Linked DNA regions of Gossypium arboreum: region 2 is linked to region 1. A link is a contact called in public Hi-C data. All regions are on one chromosome and are shown on one strand. The core of a region is the stretch at or near the end of the contact, and the rest is flanking DNA. Distances in the headings are between cores, read along the strand shown. Region 1 holds the start of LOC108480867. Region 2 has its middle 13 kb from the start of LOC108482643.

What was found. Hi-C and Micro-C count contacts between places; a contact is called where the count stands out from the background.
Region 2: a Hi-C map of leaf shows a contact between it and region 1, with 3 times the contacts expected there. The contact joins the enhancer-like site here to the promoter of LOC108480867 in region 1. A contact is called at or near these places in 2 of 5 Hi-C or Micro-C datasets (both in leaf).

Annotation. Positions count from the first base shown.
Region 1 is chr3:44,886,664-44,892,108 of ASM2569848v2, forward strand. It overlaps LOC108480867, which reads right to left and starts at 2,309. Exons shown (of 2, transcript XM_017783993.2): 1 at 1,974-2,309; 2 at 1-170. The coding sequence starts at 2,147.
Region 2 is chr3:45,249,738-45,254,983 of ASM2569848v2, forward strand. No RefSeq gene overlaps it. Among protein-coding and RNA genes, the nearest start is that of LOC108482643, 13 kb to the right of the region's middle. Within about 2 kb of position 2,469, at least 2 of the 2 cell types and tissues checked have an H3K27ac peak or open chromatin away from gene starts, as enhancers often do. A contact at or near this core is called in leaf, where this site is marked.

The sequences.
Region 1 (5,445 bases), core at 1,059-3,558:
CTTGTACCTCGATGCATCACTTTTGCATGAATAAATTTCTTCGAAAAGAAAACATTTAGTAGAAATGGCCTCATATACATATCGGTCCTTTGTTTCCATGATTTCCTATTGGGTTGCTTTGCAGCTTCACCACGTGATCTCCTGGTCCAGGCAGCTTGAACAAAAGGACCCTAAACATAAATGCCAAACAAAATTAACTTGGATTCTCTTTTTGCTTCCTTCAACGGATTTAGTCAGTGCTCAGTGTGTAAATTGTCCGCTAAATATGCACAACAGGAAATCATAACTTACTATCATATAACAAATCAAAACAAACACCTTTCCAACTATTCGACATAAAAGCCAAAATCCGAACAATTTCAGATCCTAAAGTGTTAAACTGTACGAAGTTACATTTGGATTAAAAAGAGTGACTAAAATTATCAGCCAGATGTATTATGCTTTACTAAAAAGGACAAATTGTGCATACGAGTTCACAAGTTCACATATTTTGAGGTGAAAGTACCATAAAGGCCCCTGCATTAAGAGTCAGATTGCATTTAGCCCCCTTTAATTAGTCTCTATATGTTAGATCAAAGAGCAAATTGGTCCTTTATGTTAAAATTCATCAATTTTTACTCTTCAAAACTAGTGTGGCTAACCAAATAACTAGACAGTTGGCGTGCCCACGTATACCTTATGCTGACGTATAAGGATCAGTTTTTAACAGTAAAAACTGATGAAATTGTTAATAGAAAGACTAGTTTGCTCACTGATCTAATCTATATGACTAATTTGCCCATTTTTTTAAGTAGAAGGGCAATATACAATTTCCCTCCTAGTATAAGGGCCTCCATGGTACTTCTACCCATATTTTATCATTGATCATACTATAATAAAACCCAACCCCATGGAACATAAGAACAATGATGAGAGGAGATTTTTATTCTCTAAATTTAAACAAAATCTAAGCTCAAAAACATTTTATTTTGGAGCTTGCTAGTAAAATTCAGCAATGATGTTATCTGCCCCTGTGAACAAGCCGGTAAGTAACGAATCAAACCTCAAGACAAGATGTTATATCTTCTCAACCATCAAAACAGGAGCACCATGATATTCTTTAACACCAGAGAATGGAAGTAAGATTTTATAATCTTTTCATCGGAAACAGGGTGTACTTCACATCATTTTCCTCGAGATAAATCTCCACAGCGCAAAAAGGCTGTTTAAAATCTTCTAGGTCTAGGCATATTCGATACAAACAATAATGATCCGATTTCTAAATTATGAAACTTTATTTGGCATAGTATATATCTCTACTTTCATACAGAAAAGAGATTATCCCTTCCAAACCAGTAAACTCTTATCAACTTCATAAGACATCTTTGAGTTCAATTAGAAGAGTATATCAACAAAAGGGCTCCGCCACAAAGGACAAGCTTATAAAATATTGTCTTACAAACATCACCTCGTGGAACAAACCAGCAGGCAAACTGGAATTACTAAACCAAAAAAGGCAAGTTTTGAGAAAACATTTTGTTATAGAATTTTCGAGAAATCGAATTTCATATTTACCAGGTCAGCACATTTTTCAGACTCTCGAACACCTAATATCACCATATTCAACTGCTAAACGCTCTGATTTACTCAGTTGCAGAATAGAGAGTTTTGACTCCAATTATAACCTAAAATGCTTCCCCTAACACTGATCCCTCTATGGAAAGAACATATATAATCTATGAAAATAAGTTAATGAAAAAACAAATATTGGTCATTAATCAAGCATGCTTATTCAGCTACAACATGAAAGGCAACCCAAAACCCAGCTTACAATTGCCATCAAGTAAACAATTACTAACCCATTTTTTTTCACATGCCTAGGACACTTATAACAGCATAATCAAACATAAAAGACCCGTTACTTCATCAAATTTCCTTTCCCAGGAACCAAAACACAATAATGTTTAAACAAAAAAAAAAAGAAAAAGGAATACCTTGTTAAGAGAGGGAGCAGGAGGGAGCGTGAATGAGTTAATGGATATGTTGATACTGGGAAACGAAGAGGTCCATGACAGTGAGGTGAGTTTGTTGGAGCGTTCAGAGTGAGTCGGGAATGAGTTGAGGGACCGCGTTGGTAAAGCTGAAGAAGATACGATTATCGATACCATTTTTTTACTCCGCCAGTTGTGTCCGGGTTTTACTTCTAAGGCTAATTCAGGGCTTAAAAACGAAGGCTTCTTCTACATTGGGCCACCCCGGATCAGACCGTGGACACAACAATTGAGTTTACTCCTGTAGAAACCCCGGCTTAAGATTTCTTTGATATTTTTGTCCTGGGATTTTTACTACACATTTCCCTTCTTCTTTTTCAAATTGAAAAACAGATTTACTTTTTTGTCCAGAGATATCCCAAAGAAAGTAAACTTGGGGGCAATTTACAAAAAAAAGTTTTTTTTTTAATATTTATGGAAATGGGTCAACTTTTTAATTATTTACTGGAAATGGCCGAATTCCCCCAAAGCGCGTTCACGTTAGTGCGATGTCAGGTGACATGTCAACAAAACGCGTCCCTTAGGGAGCGTCCCTCAAGGGTGCGTTTTGTGCTGACGTGGCAAAATGCTCTCTAAGGATGCATTTTGTCCTTTTTTTAGGGTTAGGATTTTTTTTTGCATTTAGGGTTAGGATTAAGGTTTTAAGGTTTAGAATTTTTAATAAAAAATAAATTAGATTAGGGTTTAGGGTTAATTAATTAAATTATGGATTAATTTTTTAAATGATTTTGTGTTTAGGGTTATGGAAAAAATATATTAGGAATAAAAAAATTTTTACAGTAGTTTCTGAAAAAATAAATTAGAGAAGACGTATCTAAAAAATAAATTAGAGAAGACGTATCTGAAAAAATGATTTTGAGAAGATATTTCTGAACAAATAGTGTCAAAAATGCTTCAAGCTGGATGCACTATCAGCAAAAGTACTGAAAAAAGCTCCCACTTGGATGTTTTTTTTCTATAATAGTTTTTGAAAAAATAATCTTAAGAAGATGTTTCTGAATAAATAGTGTCAAAAACGCTTCAAGTAAGATGCACTGTCAGCAAAAGTATTGAAAAAAGCTCCCACGGGGATGCTCTTTTTCTACAGTAGTTTCTGAAAAAATAATTTTGAGAAGATATTTCTAAACAAATAGTGTCAAAAATGCTTTAAGCAGATGAACTGTCAGCAAAAGTACTGAAAAAAGCTCTCATGTGGACGCTCTTTTTCTACAGTAGTTTCTAAAAAAATAATTTTGAGAATATGTTTCTGAACAAATAGTGTCAAAAATGCTTCAAGTAGGATGCACTGTCAGCAAAAGTACTGAAAAAGCTCTCACGTGGATGCTCTTTTTCTACAGTAGTTCCTATTTGGCCTGAGGCTATAAATGAGCCAAATTTTATTCTCAGGTTGCATAAGTTACAGCAAGAAAAATTAGAGACGCTAAGCAGAATAGAAATTGAAGATGAGTGAACGTATTAGTGCTGTTATTTACTATGATGGTAAGGTCCGTCACACCAAGAACGGCATTATTTTTTTATCGAAAAATACAGTGCGACTGGTTTTTAATCAGAACATAGATTTGACAGAACTTCGTAAAAGAATTAGGCGTCAAATCTTTGGAATAACGCCAATGAAAGCTTTGTCTATTAGGTATCAATTTTGTGCTTCTGTTGATCCGTGCAATATGACTTGTTCGACATTAAAGGTGCTCGTAGCTTGGAGGCAATGGTGCAGACTCATCTCGCTAGTGGATCACCCTATATTGAGTTATATGTACAATTTTCATCGCCAAATGATGAATTTGCGACTTCAACATCTACTGTTCGAGAGGAATACACGACCCCTGCCCGACACTCCGTTAGTGGGATGCAAAACACTAAAACGCCCGTGTTTGGTAGCAGTATGGAATACACAACCCCTGCTTGACACTCCGTTAGTGGTTGCGATATGCACCTCGGTGGGTCAATGTTTGATGCTAGAAATACGTACTAGGGAATGACATCAACTTCTAGTGGTTGACAATCTACATCTAATTAGGGACGTTATAAAACGCCCAGAAGAAGGGATGATGTACTCTCTACGATGTCCACCGGTGAAGGGACCTCGTATGTTGCAGATGATGGTGGGTTAGATAATGAGTTTGATGTGGATTCACCTCGAGAGTCCGACCCTAATGATGCAGAAGTTGTATTATGTTCTGAACCGGAGCCTATTCCAACCGAACCTAAAGATGTTAAAGGGGGTTCAAATGAAGAAGAAGATGTACGATTCAGGGAATACTCGCCTCTAGCCCACATGCATAATGTCTATCTATCTGCAGATGATGCGTTGGAGTTTCTAGATCTACCACACAGAACGCGTGATCATACAAGTTCGTTATTAGATTCAGGTGAATTGGAAGTTGGTAATGAGTTTTCCAATAAGGATAGTTTTATTGGTGCATTGAAACAACATAGCATCATGAACGGGGTTAATTACCACATGGTTAAATCCAAATCCGATAAGTTTGAGGTGAAATGTGCAGTGCAAGACGATACATGTTCATGGAAAATCTACGCCTTGTTAAGGAAAAGGATAAGGTTGTGGGAGATAAAAAAGTACAAAGGTCCACATATATGTGCTGGAGGTACAGTATTTAGGGTTTTTGATGTAACACTTTCTAACCCCAAACTGTCGCCGGAACAGGGTTACAGAGCATTACCGGACCTATTAGACAATTTATAATTAATTCAAAATAAATGACATACATAACTTGATTTAATTATAAAGTCCCTATAATGGACCTTCGAAGTCCAATTCACACGTTAGAATCGAATCGGGACTTATTCGGGAACTCTTCTTTTTTTTTAAACGTCTAATTGATTCATTTAGTTTATCATTTAACAAAATTGTCCAAAATTATGATATAGACTATGTTTAAGACATATGTAATTGTATGGAAAAACCATTACCATCATTTATCATTAATATTTATGTTATCAAAATAACAACAAATTACAACCTAGGTACATGCCATTTTCAAAATAGAAAAGTACATCACCACGTATTTGAGTTCGGGATTGGCTTAGATGCTGAGTCATTAATCACTTTAGTACCTAACCTGCACACGGAAATAAACCGTACGCTGAGTATAAACTCAGTGGTATTTCTATAAACCAACACTTAATTATAAAATGCATATATAACACTACTCAAATTCATTAACTATTTAAATATTCAACTTTCAATCTAATCCTCTATTTTAATTCAAACTCAGTATCAATCATTATTTTTCAATAACAATTATTTGATTATTGTTATTCAATAACAATCAGTTATTCAGTATCAAACAATCAATAACAATCAATTATTCAGTCTAGTAATACAGTCATTCAATCATTCAATGCAATAGTTTACCCCTATTAACATAACTCGGACTTAGACGGATACACGGAT
Region 2 (5,246 bases), core at 1,219-3,718, 360 kb after region 1:
CTTTGATTTTGGTTTTTTACTTCAATTGAGTCTATTTTTTTTAAAAATTTTAGTTTATGTGTTTTATTCTTTATAATTTATTCATTATTTATCGTTAAAAGAATTTGTTTTAACATTTTTATTTTTCGTTTGATCTCGCATTGTTTTAGTGTTTATGTTACTTACTTTTGTATATTTTTATATTATTTTTCAATTTTACTTAGTTTAGATTCTTTTTATATATTTCTATGTTTTAAAGATTTATGTGATATTTAATTTAAATATTCTTATACATTTTATATATTTACACATAATTTAGCTTAAAATTATTTTCTTATTCTATGTATATATTATTGATGTTATATTATTTTATGTATATATTTTCTTTAAAAATCTATTTATATATAATTTATTTCCTATAAAGATCCTATTTTATCATATATTTTTGTTTATTTCAAATACTTTTATACATTTGTATTTTCATGTATCAATTATTTATATTAAGTTTTTATTTTACGTAAATTATTTATGTAGATTGACATATGTATTATTTTGTATATTACTTACCTTATAATATTTATTTTAAAATTCATTTGTATATTACTATTTAATATATTATTTATTTTTACCTTTTACATATTTTAAACTTTTATATCTATTATTTGTTTTAAAATTTTTTACTGTTTGTATAGAGATGTTTTCAAATTTTCTTTCTTTCATATTATTCATTTTATTTTATTTTAAACTTGTTATATTTCATTTGTATAATTTGCTTGGAATTTCTTTTAAATTGGCTTTTAATTCATTAGCCTTTGGTTATTAATATTAGTATTTGTATAGTATATGATGGGTTGCCATTGCATGTACCCTAATTTGTTCCTTTGTGGTTTTTATTTATTTTTACCATTCATGTAATATTATTGCCAGGTATTTTTATTTCATGCTCGATACTATGCTTGTATGTTTCTTTATATTACATCAGGTTTTAAATTCCAATTTTCGCCCAATATCGATTGCCTTTTATCCTTAAGTAAACTAAACGAATATATTTTGAACTGGTTTTATAATCACTTATTCGAAAATTTCTCAAAACAAGGCAATATTTCGTGTTTGGAAATTCGAGAAATCGTGCCCTAACGAGCTGGGTTTCGATTTTTCGTTTGACCAAATAACCAAGTATCCTTTTAAAATTTCGTCTATGCTTTCTTAGATTAAAAAACAAGGCAATATTGTGTTTGGAAATTATGGAAATAGTGCCCTAACGTGCTGGGTGTCGATTTTCCGTTTGACCAAATAACTGAATATCCTTTTTTTTAGGTATGAGTTTTGTAAACCCTGAGATGATCTTAGTTTTGAGGGTTTAAAATGTCGCATCCTAACGTATTGGATGTGATATTTTGTTCTTTCGGAACAAAAGAATCTTAAAATTCAACTCGAGTTGTTCGCACATTTTTAAAGGGATCATATTTTAACATTTTTTTTCAAATTTTCAACGTTAGGACATTAATTAATCAATTGGTACTAAATTTGGGCGTTGCGAGGGTGATAATCCTTCCTTGTACGTAACCGACTCCCGAACTTGTTTTCTATAATTTCGTAGATCAAAATCAATATTTTAAATAAAACAAAGTGTTTTATAAGGTGATCCAATCACACTTAAACAAAAGGATTGGTGGCGACTCCATTTTCATTTTTAAAGTCGACTCATGTTTTTCAAAAATAAAAAATGGTTTCGACAGATCCCCTCTATATCTAATAGTTCGGTTGAGTTTTCGATTGATACGAACTCATCCGTCTTTGATTATTTTATTTTTAGGACCAACTTTACCACTTCCACTATAAGCTTTAATAGTTGCAATTGAAACATCATCTTTATTGGGATCAAAATTTTCTTTGAATGTGACAGCTTAGTGTTTCGTTGGATCTAGAATCATGCCATTTAAAGTGACCATCTTTCCACTATTTTCTTTAAGTGTGAGATTATAATAATGTGTAATGGTTGTAGTCTGATTAGAGGGACATTTTGAATTAATACGAGAACCTTTTATCAAATCTCCTTTCAATGAATTTAAGTTGTTTGTGCCAAAACCTGAAACAAAATCCTTACTCGAAATTGACGCGTGCCGAACTCCTACAACAGAAATAAAATTAGGAAAATTTGGGTTTAAAAAATCCATACATTTATGCGTTGAACCTCCATGGTCTGGTCCAAATTCTTGCATGGGTCGCTTCCCAATAACCTTGCTTGATGGCCCACCTTGTGAGCAGCCCAATCCAGTTTCCATTCCAGTAGACACCCCAACCTTAGTGACAGGCCCAATTTTATTTTCCAAGCCCGAAGCTAAACCTTTGCCTTGAAAATTCTCAACAGACCCTGCTTCAGTCTCTTCAATATCTTCTTCCCAGTTTAAAGCCGCAAATCTTGAACCCAACCTTGTATTGCCTAAAATCCCGTCCTAGTTAACCCGAAAATCTCTTTGATTACATCAAGATTTTCATTCTACCAACATCTAAGGCCCAAAATCCGCTCTTGACTCTCTTCCGATCTGGGTTTCAGTCTTACTTGAAACGGTCGCCGTTTGCTCATCTTCTTTTCCCCGGTTAAGATTCACCACCACCGATGGACACATTTCTTTAATGTGTCCATTCTTACTGCATGAAAAGAAGATAGTGGGTAATGATTCAAACTCTACTTTTTGGATTTCTCCTTTCACTAAAACTCGTGAGACAAGTGGCCTTTCAAGGTTGATGTATATAGCCATCCTAACAAAACGTTCTTTGACCTTCTTGTCAGTTTGGAAATCTAGTTTTGCTACTTTATTGATCATGCCACCGGCTGCCTCCAGAATTGCTCTTTTGTACATGTATCCTGGAAGCCCTGATAGTCTAATCCAAGCCATTACCACCAAAGGATATGGCTGCATCGGGCTAAAGTCCTTGGTCCAAGTTTGGACGGTCAGATACTGACCGTAAATAATCCATGGTCCCTGAGATAGAACTATGTCATAATCAATGGTAATCTGAAACTTAGCCAAAAAGTATACATTCTCTATATCCATAAGACTAAAGGGTTTTGATGGTCTCCAAAGACTACTAATTCTATTATGAAAGGCTACATAACTAATGCTTCGACCTAGCAATTTTAACACTACCGTCTTCTCCATTTCTTTAAAGAGGATCTTCTTAATATGATATGAGAAATTGATTGTTAAGCTCCTGTTAACAATGGATTTAACCATGTCACCTTCGAGTAACACAAACTCTTCATTTGTTCCAACCTTAATGACTCTTCCCTCATACTCGAACCACCTGATCCTTCCCCTAGAAGCTTATCCTTCCAAGTTAAAGTCGACGTTGGCTCGAGATCCACAATCATATCAACAACCTATTCACCGTTCTCTTCCTTAAACCTAACTTTCTTAGTGATACGATCCTCAGATGATCTGGGTTCATCACCACCATCGCAACTTACAGACATTTCAAAGCATTTTTTTCTTTTAAAAAACTAATGGTGTAATGTCTTTTAAAAATATTTGTACTATTTTCATCATATAATATAATTTTATTTTATGTAATCATTGTTTAAAATAATAATTAATAAGTACTATTAAAATATATCAAGTATTTTAATAATTCAAATATTGTACTAATAAAAATTCTTATTATCAAGGCATTTGTACAAACAATAAAAATCGATATCTTATAATATAAACTCTTCACTATTTAAAATTTTTATTTTTAATAGTCAATAAATTAACTATAATAATTTTTAAATAGTGTATAATTAATATGTATCAAAAGAATATCAAGTAAAAATAATATATATATATATATATTTAAAATTATTACATTAACTTTTGACTATTTTACTAAAAAAGGCTCATTTCCTACATTATTTACGGAAATGGGCCACTTTAAACTTTATTTACCGGAATGGGCCAAAAAACCAAAAACGTGTCCACGTAGGCACGTTTTAAGGGGAAATTTCAAAAAAGCGCATCTCTGAGGGAGCGTTTTTGCCATGTCAGCATAAAATGCGCTAACGTGGACGCAATTACTGACATGGCAAAAACGCTCCCCGAGGGACTCACTTTAGCCTATGTTTTTTCTAGGGTGGGTTATTTACATGTTTAGGGCTTAAGGCTTAGATATTTAGGGTTTAGGGTTATGGTTTTTGTTAAAATAAATTAGTGTTTATGGATTTTAAAAAATAAATTTAATAACGGTTTATTATTTTTAAAAAATAAATTAAGGTTTAAAGATTTTTAAAAGTGAACTTTTGTTTAGGGGTTTTAAAGTTTTTGTAATAGTTTTAAGGATAAGTTCTGAAAAAATTATTTTGAGGAGATGGATTTTGTTTTTTTTTTTGTTTAGTCAGAAAAAGTACTGAAAAAACTCCTAGTTGGACTTTTTTTCTACAGTAGTTTCTAAAAAAATAATTTTGAGAAGATGATTATGAAAAAATAGGGTAAAAAATGTTTCAAGCAGGATGCACTGTCAGCAAAAGTATTGAAAAAAACTCCCACCTAGACGCTCTTTTTCTATAGTAGTTTCTAAAAAAATAATTTTGAAAAGATAGTTCTAAAAATATTGGGTAAAAAATGCTTCAAAAAGTATGCACTTTCAACAAAAGTACTGAAAAAAGCTCCCATCTGAACGTTCTTTTTCTACAGTAGTTTTTGAAAAAATAATTTTGAGAAGATGGTTATGAAAAAAAATAATGTAAAAAATGCTTCAAGCAAGATGCACTGTCAGCAAAAATACTAAAAAATGCTCCCATCTAAATGTTCTTTTTTATTTTTTTTACAGTAGTTTCTACAATAATAGGGTAAAAAAACTTCAAGTGGGATGCACTGTCAGTAAAAGTACTAAAAAAAGCCCTCATCTAAACGCTATTTTTCTACAATAGTTTCTGAAAAAATAATTTTGAAAAAGATGGTTCTGAAAAAATAGTGTCAAAAATGCTTTAAGCAGGATACACTGTCAGCAAAAGTACTGAAAGATGCTCCCAACTGGATACTCTTTTTCTACAGTAGTTTCTGAAAAAATAGGGTCAAAAACACTTCAAACAGGATGTATTGTTAGCAAAATTACTAAAAAAAGCTTCTATCTGGACACTATTTTTCTACAACAATTTCTGAAAAAATAATTTTGAGAAGATGGTTTTGAAAAAATAGGGTCAAAAACGCTTCAAGCAAGATGCACTGTCAGCAAAAGTACTGAAAAATGCTCCCACCTGGACGCTCTTTTTCTACAGTACATCCTAC